Linked DNA regions of Mus musculus: region 2 is linked to region 1. A link is a contact called in public HiChIP or PLAC-seq data. All regions are on one chromosome and are shown on one strand. Each heading gives the region's core, a stretch centred on a gene start, on an enhancer-like site or on the middle of the called end of the contact. The rest is flanking DNA. Distances are from core to core; before and after follow the strand shown.

Evidence for each region. HiChIP or PLAC-seq counts read pairs in DNA pulled down with a chosen protein or histone mark.
Region 2: an H3K27ac HiChIP or PLAC-seq map of large pre-B cells shows a contact between it and region 1, with 4 times the contacts expected there. The contact joins two enhancer-like sites. A contact is called at or near these places in 2 of 115 datasets of contacts at active chromatin or transcription factors (double positive thymocytes and large pre-B cells).

What each region holds. Positions count from the first base shown.
Region 1 is chr11:117,318,865-117,321,564 of GRCm38.p6, forward strand. The region is part of intron 2 of Septin9 (septin 9); the gene reads left to right. Among named protein-coding and RNA genes, the nearest start is that of Gm34065, 6.8 kb to the right of the region's middle. Within about 2 kb of position 1,332, at least 196 of the 459 cell types and tissues checked have an H3K27ac peak or open chromatin away from gene starts, as enhancers often do.
Region 2 is chr11:118,182,669-118,185,368 of GRCm38.p6, forward strand. Cyth1 (cytohesin 1) reads right to left here. Exons shown (of 14, transcript NM_011180.4): 6 at 2,304-2,384; 7 at 1,214-1,326; 8 at 97-245. Among named protein-coding and RNA genes, the nearest start is that of Gm38514, 46 kb to the left of the region's middle. Within about 2 kb of position 1,368, at least 17 of the 459 cell types and tissues checked have an H3K27ac peak or open chromatin away from gene starts, as enhancers often do.

The sequences.
Region 1 (2,700 bases), core at 82-2,581:
CGTGGCCACTGGAGGCAGAAATTCGAGGGCAGCTGTGTACAGTACAGGGCCAAGGCTCAGGTCCCAGAATGCCCTGGGCACCATGACTAGAACTGAAGCAGGGGAGAGAAGCGTGGGTTTGAGGAGGTCAGAGAGTCATGGTGCTATATCCTCATATCCGGACACTGGTAGCCCCAGGGGTCCCTGTGGTCTCTGACTCAGAAAGGTCACCTCTTGGAACTAAGACTAGACTCCAGCTGTGGCTGCTTCTAGAACAGGCAGAGCTCAGAGGAAGCGGGGACCTTACCTTTGGCTGCCAGACAGTTCCGGGCACCAACCGAGCCAGCTCTTCTGAGCTGCTGAGCTGAGCTGAGGTCTGTCGGATTCATGTGGCTGATAGGCATTAGAGCTTTGTGGTCCCAATGTGTTTAAGGGCCCTTTACCTACAGTAAGCACCTCCTTGAATCCATCGGCCCTGTCCTATTGGGTCTTTGCCATTATTAGTGTTTCACAGAGAAGGGATGAAGGCACAGAGAGGTCTCACGGCTGTTGGCTAAGGCAAACTGATAGTTTAAATTTGGGCCTCTTCCCTAAGCTCTGTCACTGGCTTAGTGGTGTGGGAGGTGTGTTATTGATGATTGGTTTCCTAGCTTTCTCTGCTGTGGTGGCGTGCACCTTTGCTGGGGACAGGAAGCCTTGAGGATGTGCCTTGCACGAAAGGGTTAACGAACACACACACACACACACACACACACACACACACACACAGAGAGAGAGAGAGAGAGAGAGAGAGAGAGAGAGAGAGAGACACTCATACACAGAGCTTTCCCAGGCCAGAGCCGGAACAGAGGGGCCTTATCTGCAGAGGAAGGGGTGGGTGGGATGTGGGACTCTGCAGGCTCCTCTCCACTCTCAGCTTCAGTACCTTCTGTGGGCCAGCTGTTCAGAGCTCAGTCAGAGGGCGGAGGGGGACCCAGCAATGTGGGATTCATTACTGGGTTTGGCAGAAGACTGAATCCCCTGAGGTGGGGTGGGGGTGGGACCTCCTGGAGTAGAGGTCTAGAATGGGGGAGGGGAAGGTCGTTTCCCCCACCCCCAAGTTCCCCCACCCCTTTCCTTTTCCTGCGCTTAGAGCAGCTGTCTCCACTGATGGAGTCTCTTCCCTGAAGGGGTGTGGCCTGGCCTCTTTGGCCCCTGCCACCTACAGCCTGTTGAGCTATAGTGGCCTCTTGGGTGGAGGCCGGGCGGAGGACGGAGGACAGAGGGCGGTGAGCATCAGTTCCTCTGCCTTGGGAGTAACTGAAAGCAGCACTGGGGCTAAGTGCAGAAGGCGGGGCCCACTGTGTGGGGCAGAGCTGAAGAGTGTCCCGGCTGCGTGACATGACTACACCTGCTGTTTGAGCACTTGGGAGGCCTGGATGACATAGCCCGGTCCCAGGCTGGCCAGAGTTACACAGCAAGGCACTGTGAGGAGAAAGAGAAAGCCCGAGTGTTATGAGGCCGGAGGAAGTGGGGGTGGAGGGCCTAGAAGCTGATTGTCTGTGCTGATTGAAGATAGGCTACAGGGCTAAAGCACCGTAGATGAGGCTCAGGCACACATAGGTCGTGTAAAACCACCTGTAGGAATAGGACCAGAGTGGCAAAGTAGCTTTCCAGAGGTCACACAGCTTAGCCTTGGTGCCTCACTCATACAAATGGTTCCTGTTGTAATTCAGAGCTCCTTGGCCACACCTCAGTCACCAAGCCCCAGCAAGGCCTGATGCAGAAGTGGTTGGAGCGCCAGAGGCAGAGAGAAGTGAGACCTCTGTAGTAGCCCTGAGCCTGGGGCAGAGCACAGCACTGCCCCACCCAGACCTCTGTGGGGGTGAGTGAGCAGGCTGGGAGGGGCTGGCTTGCACGCATGCACGAAACTGACTGTTCTCCCTCTCAGATGGGACCCAAGGCCTCCCTGCCTGTGAGGGGTGGGGCTTCACAATGGTTCTAATGAGGGACCTCCATAGGTCAGCAGTCACACTACTAGCAGGCCAGGTACCACCCCAGGAAAGCCTGGAATGACTCACACATCCAGAGTGGAGAATGTTTGTGAGTTTTTTTTTCCAAAAAGATATATTTTGTTTAAAATTTCATGTGTATTGGACACCACGTGCATACCTAATGCCCACAGGGGCCAAGAGAGGGCATCAGACCCCTCCTGGAACTGTGAGCCACCACAGGGGTGCTGGGAACTAAACTTGGGTCCTCAGCTCGAGTGGCTGGTGCTGGGCTGTGCCATCTCTAGCATGGAGGACTCCTTTTAAAATACTTTATTGATTTATTATTATTATTATTATTATTATTTGTGTGTCTGTGTACATCATGATGCACACATGGAGGTCAGAGGACATTTTTTCTTTTTTAATTTTTGTCCCCAAGCCCAGAGGACAATTTTGTAGAGTCATTTCTCTCTCCACCTTTATGTAGGTTCCAGGGATTGAACTCAGGTCAGCAGGCTGCTGTAGCAAGCACCATACCTACTGAGCCACCTCACTTACCAGAGAGCCTCACTGTCCCCCAGGAATATTCTCCTGCACACCTGTGGACTGACACATCTTGCCTGTGGGGCAGCCAGGCGCCTGAGAAAGCAAGCATTGGCCATGGCCACGCCCCAGGTCAGAGGTCACATTGGGAGCAGGATGCTGACGAAGGCTGATTTTTTTTTTTTGGACAGGGTCTCATTATGTA
Region 2 (2,700 bases), core at 118-2,617, 860 kb after region 1:
TCAGCAAGTTATCCTTCTGTCTCCTCTCCTATGATCCGGATCCCGTTCGAGTGCATGCTTTGCCAGCTGACATGAAGTGGCTCTGGCCCTGCTCACCCGGAGCAGCTCCTCCGGCAGGTCTCCTCCGTCGTTGATGCCTCGGTTCATGGCGATGAATCTCTCCACCGTAGGCTTGTCTTTGACATTGGGGTTGTGTAGGCTGGTGTTCAGCATTATGATTGCGAAGGACAGGACATAGCAGGTGTCTAGAAAGAGGAGACCAGGCTGTGAGAGCAGAGGAGACAGCTACCCAGGACAGGAGACACTGGCAGGAAGAGCAGATGAGCCAAGTGTACATATGTTCCCAGGCTTATGTTCCTGGAAGGGGCAAGGCACATGACCTCACTAAAGACACTCATTCTATTTTTCAGATATAAAAGAACAGGAAAACAATAAAACGGCTGGGAGTAGTGGAGCATGACGTTAGCCTCCATACTCAAAAGGCATATTTCTGTGAGTTCCAGTACAGCCTGGTCTATAAAAGGCCAGCTAGGGCTATACAACAAAATCTCAGACCAATACAATGTATCAAAAAGAAAAAATTAACTGCAATTCTATTTAGTAATAATTTGGTCTGCTTTATTTCTTCTGTATAAATGTGCCTATAAAATCACTTTACAGACACTATAATGCACTATCACCCGAGCATATGTATGAGATAGATACATACACAGGGGATAGGTATATACATTACACACACATATATATGCTTTTTTGTTAATCTTATCATTTTCCCATGCCAATATCTTCATAAGAACATAATATTTCTTTCTTTTTAAGGCAAGGTCTTGCTTAAGTAGCCTAGCTAGCTATATTCATAAATTTGCTTTTGAGACAGAGTTTCTCTGTGTAGCCCTAGCTGTCCTGGTACTTGTCCTGAAGACCAGGCTAGCCACAAACTCAGAGATCTGCCTCTTGAGTGCTGGGATCAAAGGCTACCACTGCCCAGTGTTAAGACATCTTTAATAGTTATATGCTTTGTAATTCTGAACCCAGTGCTGCACACACATGAGGCAAGCACTCCTCCACTAAGCACACCAGGTGTAGTGCTGGTCTTCTGGATACGTTCAGTCTTTCCAGGTTGTACACACCAGTAAGTAACTGTTCTTGGAATGGACTCAGCCTCTTGTCCTAGCTCTCCCTCCCCGACTCACACAGAGGCTCCCTCCCTCACCTGTAGACTGGAACACCCCAGTATTGCACTGACAGTACCGCTGGGCAAAGGCCTCCATCATCCGGTCAATCTTCTGGGCCTCTCCAGGGAGCCGGAAGCTCCACAGGAACTGCCTGAGGGTGAAGACAGGAGCATTGTTTTGACCAGTTTTGCTGCTAGTGTGGCAGTTAATAACACATGGGGAAGGAAGTGGGGGCTTCAGAAACTGAACAGAAGCAAATGTAACCACTGTGGCCTTAAATGAACTGAGAAGCCAAGAAGAACAGCCCCACTTTAGAGCAACACACAAAAGTGAAATACAGATCTTAATCATTTAAAATGAACTCTAAAGGAAGAATTCATTCAGGGCAGTCACTATGGAACCCTGTAAATCATATGGGACCACAGCCACAAGGTTAGTTCTGCAACACTGCATCATTAAAAAATCAGAGTTCAAAAAAAAAAAAATCTTAGGATTTATATCCACGGCAGAAAAAAAATGGCTTTAAAGGGCACAAAACAAGCTTGGTTTAAAAGCTGAAGCTGAAGCCAGTGGTGGTACATGCCTTTAATCCCAGCACTTGGGAGGCCGAGACAGGCGGATTTCTGAGTTCGAGGCCAGCCTGGTCTACAAAGTGAGTTCCAGGACAGCCAGGGATACACAGAGAAACCCTGTCTGGAATACAAAACAAAATAAACAAACAAAAAAGCTGAAGTTGAGCCATGTGGTGGTGGTGCACTTGGGAAGCAGAAGCAGGAGGATATCTTGAGTTTGTGGCCAGCCTGGTGTATAGAGTTCCTGGACAGCCAAAGCTACAAAGAAAAACCCTGTCTCCAAGGGGAAAAATGATAGTTGATTTTTTCCTTTCCTTTTCTTTTCTTTAACGAAATACACAGCTACCTAGTTTAGGGTAAGAAATGAAAGGGTTTTCTATTGTGAAGAGTAGAAATAATTTCAGTATTTAAGGACAGATCAGTCTGTCCACTCCCAAGACCAAGAAGCAGTCCTAGTGAATGCTATTCCACGCAGGCATGTACATGGCCTTCCTGAAAACTACTTCAGGACAGTCACAACCACCCTGCCCTACGGTGCCCGGTTGACGACACCCACCGCAAGGCCTGGACGAGGTTCAGGTCGGTGAACTCGTGCAGTTCCACAAACGCATGCAGGACCTGGATGCTGAACTCATCCCTACAGGAGACAGACAAGAGTGAGGAGCACACGTCGGACCCTGACACTGACCAAGACCCATCCTGAGCCCAAGCAGATGGCATCCCCAGAGTCCCAGCCCATCAGACCTCTCAGCCTGGCCATGCACAGTCACGAGGCTGTTGGCCTGGCTCTGTTTGCTAACTAAACAAGCAAGGCACCTCTACGCCCCTGGACAAGTAAGGTAATCCCTCCACTCAGCGCCATTGTGGCTCTGGCTGCCCTGGTACCACAGTCACCCACCCCATGGACTTAGGCAGCAGGGAGCTTACTTCTTCCACTGGCTCTGACCCAGCTC